Regions from separate parts of the Mus musculus genome. Here region 1 is linked to region 2. Evidence: chromatin contacts called from public promoter capture Hi-C data. All regions are on one chromosome and are shown on one strand. The core of a region is the stretch at or near the end of the contact, and the rest is flanking DNA. Distances in the headings are between cores, read along the strand shown.

What was found. Capture Hi-C pulls out chosen DNA fragments and counts their contacts.
Region 1: a promoter capture Hi-C map of liver shows a contact between it and region 2. The contact joins two enhancer-like sites. A contact is called at or near these places in 1 of 15 datasets of contacts at CTCF or cohesin (CD8 T cells), 11 of 484 Hi-C or Micro-C datasets (ECoMG-derived neutrophils, the N1E-115 cell line, Sertoli cells and 6 more), 3 of 115 datasets of contacts at active chromatin or transcription factors (bone marrow-derived dendritic cells and embryonic stem cells) and 4 of 9 other capture datasets (adipose tissue, embryonic stem cells, liver and 1 more).

The regions. Positions count from the first base shown.
Region 1 is chr6:134,741,250-134,748,376 of GRCm38.p6, reverse strand. All of the region lies in intron 3 of Dusp16 (dual specificity phosphatase 16), which reads left to right. Among named protein-coding and RNA genes, the nearest start is that of Gm36328, 9.1 kb to the left of the region's middle. Within about 2 kb of position 4,641, at least 9 of the 459 cell types and tissues checked have an H3K27ac peak or open chromatin away from gene starts, as enhancers often do. A contact at or near this core is called in liver, where this site is marked.
Region 2 is chr6:134,659,067-134,666,528 of GRCm38.p6, reverse strand. All of the region lies in intron 2 of Borcs5 (BLOC-1 related complex subunit 5), which reads right to left. Among named protein-coding and RNA genes, the nearest start is that of Borcs5, 22 kb to the right of the region's middle. Within about 2 kb of position 1,793, at least 18 of the 459 cell types and tissues checked have an H3K27ac peak or open chromatin away from gene starts, as enhancers often do. A contact at or near this core is called in liver, where this site is marked.

The sequences.
Region 1 (7,127 bases), core at 3,392-5,891, 79 kb before region 2:
ACAAATAGGAAACAGGTTTTGTGCCCCCACCCATGCCAGTGTAATTTTTGTCTTTGAATGGAATCAGGAAATCCGTTTTGAATACTAAAAATATACAAGACTTGCGCCCATCAACAGTTATTCATTGTAAAAAGGAAAGATTCAATAAACATTTGTTGAATTCTAATTATATACTAGGCACTATGTTAAATGGTGAAGTGATTAAAGAGTGCTATTCACAGTGAATTATAGCTTGAGAAATAAGACAGGACAATACACACAAACATATACAAACGTATCCAAATACACAAATTTGCAGTTATCAGATCATTCACAAATTCTTCTTAGTCACCAGTATGAATTTTGTAAAACTCACTTTTAGTTTGTGTATGTGTTTTGTGGTTTTAAAAAGCAGGTCTCAGGTGGCCCAGGCTGCCTATGAGCTTGCCATCCAGCCAAGGTGTCCTTAGGCTCTTGCTGCTCCTCCTCAGCCTCCCACTAAGTGAATTTTACACACTTACCACACTAAGTAAATTTTACAGAACTAAATGAGATGCCAGCAAGATAGCTCAGAGGTAAAGGCACCTGCCAGGCAAGCCTGGCAACCTGAATTTGATATCTGGGAACCATGGGAAGGTGGGAAAGGAACCAACTCCAGGGTTATCCTCTGATGTCCTCTCCAATTACATCAATCAAGATTTTTAATTAAAAGAAAGAACTTCTAAGTTATCAAGACCATATTGAGAGACACTGTATATGAGGATGTATATCTTTATTGTAGTGAAATGAAATATAACCTGCCAGCATTTAATACAGCAAAGGAAGATTATATTACTATTTTAGCAGTGAGTATATATATGTGTTCAGAAGGTTTTGATATAAAATGTATTTTCTTGGCCAAAGTAAAAAGAAAAAATTGGAATATACTGTTGTAGAAGAGGTATTAATTGTGCTTGCCTATGGTTTTGAAGAATATGTGAAATGAATTGTAAGGGTTGACTTGACAGGTACTCATCCAAATAGAAAGTACAGCTTTCTATGTTAGGTCCATATAGGATGGTAATAGGGGGGATTATATTGTCCACCTGAGTATCTTTAGATTTTATTTCATAAATAGTTAGGAAATAACATGAAAACATTATTTTGTAATTTTTATGTGGCAATAGAGTAGAAATAAATAATAGAGAAACAAATGGTTTTTTAAAAAAATTAATTATTAATTTTATGTATATGAGTATACTGTAGCTATTCAGATGGTTGTGAGCCATCATGTGGTTGCTGGAAATTGAACTTAGGACCTCTGCTCACTCTGGCCCTGCTCGCTCTGCCCTTGCTCACTTTGGCCCAAAGATTTATTTATTATTATATGTAAGGTCACTGTAGCTGTCTTCAGACACCAGAAGAGGGCATCAGATCTCATTATGGATGGTTGTGAGCCACCGTGTAGTTGCTGGGATTTGAACTCAGGACCTTTGGAAGAGCAGTCAGTGCTCTTAACTGCTGAGCCATATATCCAGCCCGAAACAAATGGTTTTGAGAAGGGTACTACTGAATTTATTCAAGTATAAGGTATGAGGATTTAAACTAAACAGTGTAGTAGGAGGCGGAAGAGAGAGACATTCTGTAGGAAGGTCACTGTCAGTTTCCCAAGCAATTGCTACTGAAGTGACCGGGGGTGGGGGAAGCGAAGCAAACATGAGCAGGATACACAAATAGGAGGGAGATTTTGGCCTTGAATTTATTTTTAGGTATCCATAGATCTTTTAATTCAAGTGACCAAAGAAGGTTGAAATATTAGATTGGAGTTTAGGGTATTAAGGCCAAGTTTTGGAACTGAGAACTCTGGCTTCCAGGTAATAAATGAACATATGTGGACTCCTTAATGATTCTCCTTCTATGCTGTTGGAAGCAGGGTCCTCTGAAATCCTCCCTTCCCAGGAGTCTCTGATTCTGTTGGCTCCGCTGTCATCTTCTCATCCAGATTGGACCAGAGGACCAGACAGGGTTGTGTCTGTAGATTTGGTTCTCCTACTTATTAAAGCACTTGTTGGGCTCTGGAGAGAAGGCTCAGACTGCTCTTCCACAGGTCCTGAGTTCAATTCTCAGCAACAACCATCTGTAGTGGGATTCAATACTCTCTTCCGGTGTGTCTGAAGACAGCTACTGTGTACAGATGGTTGTAGGTAGTTAGGTGGGTGCTAGGAATTGAACCTGGGTCCTCTGGAAGAGCAACAAGTGTTCCTCGAGTGTTCTTAACTGCTGAGTCGCCTCTCAGCCCTTGAATTTTTTTTTTAAGATTTACTTATTATATATAAGTACACTTTAGCTGTCTTTAGAGTACACTTTAGCTGTACTTTAGACACTTTTTCTTCCCTCTCCAGCCCCGCTCACTGCAGCCCAAAGATTTATTTATTATAAGTAAGTACACGGTAGCTGTCTTTAGACACCCCAGAAGAGGGCATCAGATCTCATTTGAGTCACTTCGTGGTTGCTGGGATTTGAACTCAGGACCTTCGGAAGAGCAGTCAGTGGTCTTAACCATTGAGCCATCTCTCCCTTGTACTCTTTTGAAAGATCTTTGTTATTTGAAGCATTTGTTAAAAGCCCTGGAGGTGTGTATTTAAGGTAAGTTGTTTCTAGGCTCAGTTGTGTATTGTCTGACAGGTTAAAGGATCAGTAAACTATCAAACACTCAGCATTTTCTAAAAACTAACTTGAACCACACTCTCAATATGATCAAATAGTATATGCATGTGTGTAGATTCCATATACAGCCCAGTATTTTATAAAAGGGGTAGATACTAAATCCCAACAAAACCAAACCAAAAAAGAGACCGCCTCTAGAGGTAAGGTTTGCTTCAGTTCCCACTACATTCTAGGCTCAGCAAATAGGGAATTCTCCTTACGTCACAGAACGTTTTGTTTTATGAACTCATCAGATTAGAGAACTGTCTCAAAAATGATACAAACATGGATAATTTAAAATTAAAGTTAAATTTACATATGATATCTGGGAAAATGTTTTTTTCAGGAAGTAAAATTTTTATATAAATACCATTCTGTATATATCCATAAAATTAACTTAGAAGATGGGGTGCGTGGTTTTCTTTAATTTTGCCTCCCATGTTAGGCAATTGTTGTCACTTAACAAAGTGCCAGTGGTGTGTCTGTCTGAAGAAAGCCTGGAATGAAAGCTTGAAAGCTTGCTCTCTCTCTCTTGCAGAGAATTTACCTCCAAGTGGTTGACATCCATCATTAGTTTGGTTAAAGGGATATGGTTTGATTTTTAGAATTTGAGGCTTAGAAAAGTTGAGAAGCTAGATACGGGTGTATACTCCTTTAATCCCAGGACTTGGGATGTGGAGGTAGGGGGATTGCTGCAATTTTGGGGGAGGGGTGCGAGACAGGGTTTCTCCGTGTAGTCCTGGCTATTCTGGAACTCACTCTGTAGACCAGGCTGGCCTCGAACTCAGAAGTCTGTCTGCCTCTGCCTCCCAAGAACAAAGGCATGCACCACCACTGCCCGGCTGGATTGCTGCAAATTTTAAGCCTGTATGGCCCATATGGAGAATTTTAGAATTGCTATACTTATACAACAAGATCCTATCTCAAAAATAAAATAAAAATTAATTAGTTAAAAATGAAGTGTTATTGTGCTGAAGTAAAGTATCACTTTTGATAATTATGTAAATATTTGTCTTTTAGAAAATAACTTTTACAGCTGATTACAAATGAACCAAGAAAGAGAAGTGACTGGGACTGTTTAGCAGAACCTTAAGCATTTTATTTTACTTGGCGTATTTTCTCCCACCACAATGCATTGATACTTCATAGTGATTTTTTTTTTAACGAAAATAATACTTTTGATTGCAGTTGTGAAGGAGGCACCCTCAGGGGAGAACTTTTTCTTGGCTGAGTTAGAATACATGGACATATAAATGACATATGCCTTTGAAGCTATAGCAAATGCATTCTGTGTCCAGAGTAGCACATTTTATTTCCACACACGCATTCTTTTGGTTGGATGGTGGAAGATTAACAAGCAGCAGCGCTGCAGTCTGTCCGTCATTCTTTCCATCTCCGTTTCTCTCCAGACCAGGAGTCTCGGGACGTGTCTACCTGCCTGGTAAACACTTGAGAACTCCAGGGACTAGTGTGCAGCTCTTTTGAAGTTCAGCTGTGTGTGAGGGACACACATTTGTGTTACTGCCATTTTACATTTTCTTCATTCCTGCTGATAAACAACATAGAATGTAGGGTAGAAAGTTGGTAGTATTAACAAGACAAGGCCATGATAACTTTTAAAATATGGCTTTCCACAAGGGAATGGGGCAGTGCCCTGATGGTACAGGTTTTGTAATACACTAACATGGATTGCTTATGACAGCAAGTTTTATAACAAAGTCAGATAACCTTCTGCTTTTAGTTTGTATCTGCAGCTCTTAGGAACAAAGTATATATAAATGAGCTGTGTGTTCTTTTCTTTTGATGTAGATCTTGTTTGCAAGAGAATCTTTGAAAGGAAAGGGGGTAGTTTAGATATTTTGAAACTCATTTGCTGATGAGGCCACAGATAGTTTTTAAAGGTTCAGAGTAGATCTTCAGTGTCTAGTCTGTTGTTAATTAATGAAATGAAACTGGAGTCACTAGAATACAACAGTGAATGAAAGGTCAGTGAATGGAAAACACTGTCAATGAAAGAGGATGTCAGCAGAGTGGATGTTGTCATAAAGAGCAGGAAAATGTACTCTTTGGCTGATGTAGTATTTTCTGTAAGTTCACAGTTTGGGACATTTCAAGTGAGATTGAGCACTAAATGAAAGTTCCAAATTCATTGAAACCTATTAAATATTTTAAAGTCCGACTGTTTGTACTAAATATTAGTTGAAAATACCCAACAACTTACGTTTTATTTTGCAGCAAGGCCTCACTTGCCTTAAGCTTGTGGCTTCTGGTCTCTGGGAAGGCTACAGTATATTTGGAGGATTAGGGAAGGGGGATATGAGGGAGAAATCAACCATCATACAAACCTTCCAGTGTGGCTGCTTTTGGGTCATCCATGCTCCTTGCCAGAATCCCTTACCCATTGCTCTGTAAATAAGACTAATAGACATTGTTTATGGAAGAGATTTTAGCAGCAGTTGTATTTAGTAAGTCTCTTATCTCTGGTCATGTTGGGTCCCCTTGTCTATCTTCTCTCTAATCAAAGCTTCACACACAAACACACACACACACACACACACACACACACACACACACACACACGTTACGCTCTCTGGTCGAGTCAACTGGACAAGCCGATCCTAGATAGCAGTAAGACTTTCCTTGCCCACAAAGGGAAGTTCGAATAGTTAAGAAGTAGACTCATAGCCGGGCGTGGTGGCGCACGCCTTTAATCCCAGCACTCGGGAGGCAGAGGCAGGCGGATTTCTGAGTTCGAGGCCAGCCTGGTCTACAAAGTGAGTTCCAGGACAGCCAGGGCTACACAGAGAAACCCTGTCTCGAAACGCCCCCCCCAAAAAAAAAACCAAAAAAACCAAAAACCAAAAAAAGAAGTAGACTCATACCTTAGCTCTGCTAAGTATTATAGAATGTGCTCTTGTATATAAACAGGAGTAGAAATGACATGTACTGCAGAGCTTATTTGAAGACTGAGACGATGCCTGTAGAATCAAGGATATTAGGCCACCCCTGTAGTCCCAGTTGCTTCTCAGAATTTGAGTTCAATATATTCTGTTGTTACTTTTCAGTATGATTATTTACAAATTTAAAATAAATTCAAGAGGTTTTTTTTTTTCTTTTTTAATTTCTCCGAGAATATTTTACTGGAACATGGTTCTGTTAGTTTTTAATGACAGATGTCCCATGAAACAATTCTTAGGTTAAATAACAATGTATAGAAGTTGAAATTTTAATCATATAATTATAAAATAGTACCTGTTGGTTGGTATAAGCTAAGCAAAGAAATGTGAGAACCTTCACTATGTTGCTGTAAGGCCCAGTTGCTGGGCCTTACCTAACAGCAACAATATTCTATAACCAGAAATCCTGAGAGAAATGTTAAACAGTGGACATTTGTGAGCCCATGCTGCCTGCCCCAGATCATCAGCGGTTACACTTGTAGGCCAAGGAAGTTGCAGTAGTTCCAGTCTAGCACTTGCTCGTATAGAATGCCACTAGCAGCTAACGATTTTAGAGGGATTGCCATGGTTCAGTCAGCTTGGAAATGCTTATTTGACTTAAGGAAATTAAACCACTTTCTTTGGAGATAACATTTGTGGGAGTCCTTAATATGTTAATAGGAGCTGTGACACTCTCAGGGAGATGAGATAGGCAGTATTTCTGTTACTTTGTAGACAATTCCCCTCTGACAGCTTCTTTCAGGACACCAGTGCTTTGTAGCTCCCTTGGGAAATGTAACCTTAGACTCTAAGGCTGAGTCTCTGCCTTTTGCTTTGTGTCTTAGGCGATCCTAAAGAGGTGCTAGGATGGAAGATGACTGCTGTCATGGAGTACTAGCTACTGATACCTGCTTGAGTGTTTGCTGGGTGCCACACGAAAAATATTGTAGGCATGCCGGGTAATCCTTTTAGAATCCTTCTTACAGATGAGAAAACAAGGAGTTGGGGATTCAGTAGATTTACCACATCAGACATCAGACTGTGTTGAGCAAGGAGTAAACTTGGACACAGGAACTTGCTCTCCCTACTTTCTTGGTCACTGGGCTCATATGTGTGCATGTATGGTGCAGGGCAGAGTGGTGGTGTCCTGCAGTATGAAATAACAAGGAGCTCTCTGTGGTTGGAAGCCATGTTTAGAAGTGATGGAAATAAAGCACATACAGGCATAGATCTTGAGGGCCTTGCCATCGTACAAAGTGACTCGTGATTTCCACAGTGGACCTGCTACACCTGCTCTGTCCACCAGTTTAGCTTAAGACCTTTCAACTGCCCATGTGCAAGAACAGTTTTACACTTACAAATACATGCACTGGAGGTAGGGATGTTGTCTTATATTTTGCTGGTACCTTAATTGTTGCTACAACTTCCTGCTCACTGCTTCTGGCCCTGGACTGAGCATAGACAGAAATATGTGTCCAGTTGAGTTATATGTGAGTCAGGCAGGTATTTTCTATAATTCTAATCATC
Region 2 (7,462 bases), core at 544-3,043:
AGCAGACATGGTGCTACATGCCTTTAACCTCAGTATTTGAGAGGTTGAGGCAAGATCACTGCAAGGTCAAAGCACGTGGGCTACACAGTGAGTTCGAATCCAGCCTGGATTACATAGAAAGACTCTTTCAGAAACATCAGCAGCCAATCAAGTAGCAAAACACCAACAAAACCAAATAATTAGAGGTGTGAAGCCAAGTGTATGTGCTTAGCATATAGAAAGCCCTGGAAGGGGTTCACCTGCACCAAAGGAAAAAACTCTATAAATGCACATTAGAATATATTTATTTGTGAGGGTCAGGGAAATGGCTGGGTGGGTAAAGTACTTTCTGCATATATATGAGGACCATAACCCACATTAAAAAACAACCAAAAAAAGGTTGGCTACAGCAGCACAAGCTTGTAAGCCAGCACAGTGTGTGGACGCAGGAAGCTCTGGGAGTTTGCTATCCTACCGGGCTAGCGAAAACGTCAAGTGTAGTTCAGTAAGAGGCTTTATCTCAAATAAAATAAATAAGGTGACAGGCTGGGAGACGGCTAGTGGGTTAGAACACTTCCTGTACAAGCATGAGAACCCTGAGTTTGGAACGCATGTTAAAAAATAAAACAAGGGCTGGCGAGATGGCTCAACGGGTAAGAGTGCTGACTGCTCTCCCGAAGGTCCTGAGTTCAAATCCCAGCAACCACATGGTGGTTCACAACCACCCATAAAGAGATCTGACGCCCTCTTCTGGTGCAGATGAAGTCAGCTACAGTGTACTTATGTATATTAATAAATAAATCTTAAAAAAATAAATAAAACAACAAAACAGAGCAAGAGCTGGGCATGAGCATGGCTGTGCCTATGCCCCAGCAGTGTGGGGGATGGAGACAGGGGAATCACTATGACTTGCTGGTGCCAATCTAGCTCCAGGTTCAGTGAGAGACCATGTCTAATCTAGCTCCAGGTTCAGTGAGAGACCATGTCTTAGGTAATAATGAAGACAGCAGTAGACCAGGATACCTACCAGACGTCCTCCCCTGGCTTCTATACATACCTGCACACACACACACACACACACACACACACACACACACACACACACACACACACATACACACACACACCAAATAAATAAATAAATAAGAATGAAAAATAAGGTGGAACAGTGACTGAGGAAAGACCCTAAAGTGAACCTCTATTTTCCACACAAAGTTGCCTGGTTAAGCACACCCACATACACATATACACCCATATATGTACATATACACATACCATACATGTATGTCTGTCTATAAGTGTTCATGTATAAATATACATGTCTGAGAGAGTACTTTGGCCAGAGATAGATATCTTTCTATATGCTTTTTAACTGAATTCACAGAATTTGCCTCAACAACCTATACTTTATCCCTAAACTGAAATGACTGAGGCTCAGGTGTGTGTTACCAAAATCAAAATAGGGATGAACACAGGCCAAAATAAATAAACCTCAGGAATATAGTGCCTTGCCAGAACTGATGGCAAGCTGGGAGAGGACTGACTTTTACCCACTGCTAACCGAAGAGTTACGCTCCTATCTAGAAACTCTTTGTCCTGTTTCCATATAACGCCCTTACTGTGTGGCGCTGCCTGAGACTGTGTTTCAGTCTTTCCTAGATGCTGCCGGGAAGCACTGCAGGGTAATAACAGCTATCTGGCCAGTGCTGATATTAGCCCTCCCTGCTGGTACTCAGAGCAGTCTCAAATGGCTCTTCCCTGTTCTTGTGTGTATCCTCCTCATGCGTGTGGTCACTTTCATTAATTATTAACCCTTTGTCCTGCTTTCCCTTACTGTAGAATTATGAGGTACCGTCTGACCAGGTGGGTTTACTGATAGGCTTATCTATCACTGGTCAATGATCACATCCAAAACCAACAGTGGGTGTCATTATTAGATTTACTTTACTTTGTTTACAGATACACTGCTTTTGTGCTGGATATTAACTATCCACAGCCAACCATTCCTCTTTGTTGATGTCACACAGTCTAAGTAACTGGCAGCCTTGACACTATTATTTTTCTTATTTGAGGGTTAGGCCAGGTCTTAAAATAAAAGTTTTACTGTTTTCAATTGTGTGTTTTTTATCTCCTGGTTATTGTCATTGTGTTTAACTGGTATGGTACACAGTAGCTTAAAGTCTCAGGAAAAAAAATCCCTGTATTTTAATTAAGCACTGTACTAGTAATAAATATATAAAATAGTAAGGAATAGGCTATCATAATAAACTCTGCATTGATGGTATGCAGATAAGCACAGTGCTGATAATAAAATACTAATGAGTCTCTTGGGAGCCAGGGAGAGAGCGCAGATGTAAAGCACTTGCTTGTCTTGCACAAACCGGGTTCAATCTCCAACACTGCAGAAAACAAATAATCATGATCTTAAGTTTTCATGAGGTATGACGGCATATAATCCCAGGCATATAATCCCAGGCATATAATCCCAGGAGCTGAAGGCCAGTCTCAGCTATTTAGTGAGTTTGAGGCTAGCCTAGACTATGTAAGACTGTTCTCAAAAGGAAAGAAAACCAGAACAAGGGGCTGAAGATATACTTCATTGATAGAATGCTTGCCTCATATACAAGGACCTGGGTTAGAGCCCCAGAAACCTGTAAGTGGGGCATCATGGCCCATGCCTAAGTTCCAGCATGGAGGTAAAGACAAGAGGGTAGGGCATTGGAAGTCATCCTGAGCTACACAGTGCACATGAAGCCTTTTAGACTGTCTCAAAACCAAACAAAAACTGTCAATAAATAAGCAGCATTATCTGTCACTTGTTGCACATAACATTAGCAATATCCTCTTAAAATCCTAAGGTAAACCTAGGTAATTTCAAAACTTACCAGACAGAAAGAGTTCTTGCTCTGTCAAGAATAGTATTATGTGATCTCCTATAGCCTTTACATTTGGATTCTGCCCTGTTAAGCATTTTAAGGTCATCTGAAATTTTCCACTTAGGATGCTAGTTGTAAAAATTATAGAAATAGAAAAAGCAAAAAGCTTCAACAATACAGAAACATAACTTCACAATGGGGTCAAACAATATTTATCTTATACTAGCAATCTGAAAACTATCTGGAAAACCAGATGGTGGGGAGGTGTGGCTTAAAGTCAAAGCATGTGAAAATACTTTAGGGTTTTACAGGACTCAAGGGAATGTGCTACTGAGAAACTTTAACTTGAGCTATACTGAAAGGAATATAGCATGCATATAAAAAAGGTCCAGCCTGTGGAAAGACACAGAGGACCCAGATTGCACTTGGAGTAGGTGCTCAGTTGCATAGGTCAAACTCTAGACAGACCAACATGGAATGCATGTAGGTTTGCAATCAGAGGCCTGAGTGACACAAAAATCATGTCACTCAAGGAACCACCTCAGCCCAGAAAACAACTACTCTATAATTTTTTACCTTATGAGAATAAAAGGCATTTCTATTTTGGAAGTCTTAATAATGCTTGCAGAATATTATGAACCTGAATGTTCAGATAGTCCTTGTTCAATGTACACTGGTTCATTAAATTTGTGTTTGAGTTTTTTGTTTCTTTGTGTTTGTTTTTGTTTTGAGACACAGTTTCTTTGTATAGTTCTGTCTGTCTTAGAACTCACTCTATCGCCCAGGCAGGCCTCAGACTCAGAGATCTGCCTGCCTCTTCCTCCCAATTACTGAAACTAAAGTCATGTGCTTCCATAGCCAGCTTCATTTAATATTTTTAAAAGCCATCTTGACATACATTGTAACTTCCATAAAACTGCTATTACAGTGTCTTTGTTTATAACTGTCAAATATTTGAAACATTCCAAATTTTCTCCAACTAAAAAATATTCAAACTATGATACATACATAAAATCAAACACCAGGAATGAAAGGGAGCAAGCTCTTGATAGTATGAATAACTCTTGATTGCATTACTCTAAGTGGAAAAAGAAACAGACTCTAAAGGATGCGTGCCGCATGGTTCTATACAGCACTGGGAAAGGTAAACTCCAGGATCAGGGAGCAGAGCAATGGCGGTGGGCACACAGGTAAGGGATGAAACTGACCACAAAGGTGCACAGCACAAGTTCTGAGGAATGGAGGGATTACTATATACTGTGGTTATGAGGATGCTAACACAATGGTATGGATCCATCAACATTCTCAGAACTACATAATAAGACAGGTGCACTGTGTGGTGTTTAAACTATATCTTACTTTAAAAAGAATTAAAGGAAAATTTGTTGAAGTAAGACAAAGAATAGAGATACAGAAAGAACAAAAACAAGAACCATTTTTTAAAACTGAGGATGATTCAGCAATTACGAGCACTGACTGTTCTTCAAGGCCCTGAGTTCAATTCCCAGCATCCACATGGTGGTTCACAACCATCTGTAATGAGATCCGATGCCTTCTTCTACTGTGTCTCAAGATAGCTGCAATGTACTCATATAAATAAAATAAAATAAGATAAAATAAAATAAAATAAAATCCTAAGGAGAGGGCTGGAGAGATGGCTTAGCAGTTAAGAGCACTGTCTGCTTAAAAGACCCAAATTCTGTTCCCAGCCCCACATGTTAACTCACAACCATTTGTAAGGCCACTTCTAGGGTGTGATGGTTTCATAGGAATGGCCTACTAGACTCATGTGTTTCAATGCTTCATCATTGAGAATAGTACTATTTGGAGGTGTGGCCTTGTTGGAGAAAGAGTGTCACTATGGGGGTGAGCTTTGAGGTCTCCTATGCTCAAGCTATAACCAGTGTTGCCACACAGTCTCCTAGTGTCTACAGATCAAGATGTAGAACTCTCAGCTCCTTCTCCAGCACCATATCTCCTTGGATGCTACCATGCTTCCTACCATGATGATAATGGACTAAACCTCTGAACCTGTAAGCCAACTCCAGTTAAATGTTTTCTTTTATAAGCATTGCCTTGGTCATGATGTCTCTTCACAGCAACGAAACCCTAACTAAAACATTGGAAATATGATGGCCTCTTCTAGATTCTTTGGGCACTGTGTGCTTGTGATGCACACACATGCATGTACATAAAGTAAAAGTAAATATTTCCTTCATAGAGTATAGTTATGAACAAACTAGAGAGAAATAAAGACTTTTTCAGAAAAATAAACAAGGGCAAGAGTCTTATTACTAGCAGACCTACACTGCAAGAAATGCTAAGGGAAGTCCTCTAGGGAGGAGCAGGATGGCAAACAGAAACCTGGACCTACCTAAGGAAAGGGGAGTCTCTGGGAATGGCTAATCACCAACTCACTGAGCGTTTGAAGTGGGAGTCAACAAAGCATGGTCCAAAGGCCGAATCTTACTCCTTTGGGCTGTTATAAGTCAGGTTACATAGGAATACAGTCACGCTCATTCTTTCATCCATCACCTGTGGTTGCTCTTATAACAAGGGCCAGAGAACCTGCAAAGCCTAAACTACCACCACGCCTTTAAAGAAAATGTTTGCCAACACCCGACCTAAAGCAAAAGGCAGGAACAGTCAGATAGAGTGCATTTACAGCACACAGGAAGACTGTGTGACAGCAAGCACAAAAGATACAAAGAACCTGGCGTGTGCTCTCGGGAGATCCAGGGGCCAGAAGTGGGAGCAGCATGCCCTACAAGGCTATCTCAAATAAGGAGGAGGAGATGTGTACTGAGAGCCTCGGATAACCATGGCTTAAATCTTAATGTAAAAGTTTAAAGGCCCCAGTAAAGATTAAAAACAAGACAATAAAAAGGCATAACCCTGAAGCACCCAGAAAAGGGGAAATGAAAAAAGAAAATCAAAATTTATTCAACCAAACTGAAATTAAACAGTGATAAAGATAGTATTTGAAGAGAGAAATTTGGAAGTGGGGTGAGACAAGGTCTTACTCTGTAGTGCAGGCTGGCCTTGAACCTGTGATCCTCTGAGCAGGGATGAGGTTCATTCGAGACAGTGTTGTCTAGCATGCATGAAGGCCTGAGACTGAGTCCTAGCACCACACAGAATGAGGTATGATGGTGCGTGTCTGAAATCCCAGCACTTTGGAGGTGGATGGCTACACAGTGAGTTCAAGGTAAGCCTGGGCTACATAAGAGCCTGTCTCAAGAAAACAAAAACAAAATAACTTTAGATGTTAAACACAAGAAATAGTTCAGTATTGGGAGCTGGAGAGATGGCTCAGTGGTTAAGAGCACTGACTGCTCTTCTGAAGGTCCTGAGTTCAATTCCCAGCAACCACATGGAAAGAGACAAGGTGTGGGGGTTCATAGGGATGAGAGGGGGATGAGAGGGTACAGAGAGGAATTAAGAGAATACATCATATACATGTATGAAACTTATCAAAGAACTGACAATAAACAAAATAAATGGCTCCATCTACACCCAGTAACCAGAAACTCAGGTTCAATGTTACCCAGACTCAAGGCAGGACCAAGGATAACCTGCAAAATGAAGATCATTTCACTTAGGTCTTCTCACCTCTTGATTTCTACTTAGATCATTGCATCCAACCTATTTTCCTCCCATCCTGCTGACAGGGTCTCCCAGTTTGGGCTGGCTCTCCTGAATCCACGCAATTGTGGTTTCCAGCTCATCCACTAGTTTCTTTCTAGTGCTAAGTAGGATTTTTATTCCATTTCCTGGACATGTGGTATTTTACTTATCCACTCACCAGCAGACAGATATTTAAAATGCCTCCAATAAACACAATTATTTCTTTGAGCACAGTGATAAACTGAAAAGAGTTTCCTACATACACAATGTAAGGTCACGCTAGAGTTTCCTCTGGTCAGACGTTTTTTCCTTTCCTGTCTTGCTAAACACTAAAGGAGGCAATTACAGATGACTGTCATGTCACAGAACATGTATGCTTTCCAGCTAACTTGCATTTGAAATGAGCTGTGACCTGGTTCTAAACGGAGATCCAGATGCTCGGGAGCCCATGTTCCTAACACTGGGCACAGGGTACAGACACTTCCGCAGCCAGCTGTTTTATTCTAGTGACATCTAGTGGCAAAAGTGTTGTCACTTTTAGATGGCTCAGAGGGTTAGGATACCGGCCTCCAAACCTGAAGACTTGAGACTGATCCCAAAGACCCAAAGTCCAATAGCAAGTTTCCAAAATCACACGCCTTTAAAAAACAAACAAGCAAAAAGGAAAAAAAACAAAAACAAAAACCGTCTGGGGCTGAGGAACGAAAGCAGCTCTGTGCTACAGCACTTGCTGAGTAAGCCTGAGGAACCCCTAGCTCCACAAAGCAATCATCACTAAAATCATTACTGAATAATCTAAATTTTGTGACAATAAGTAGAATTCAAATTTACCATCTTCAAATTAGTTTATCCAATACATGGCCCATGCACCCATTCAAGGTCACTTAAAATGCTAGTGTAACACACTCCTTATATCCCAGTCCCTGAAAGTGACTCTGAAGCCAGGGCCTGACCACCAGCAGTTTTTAAGTTTCACCTGG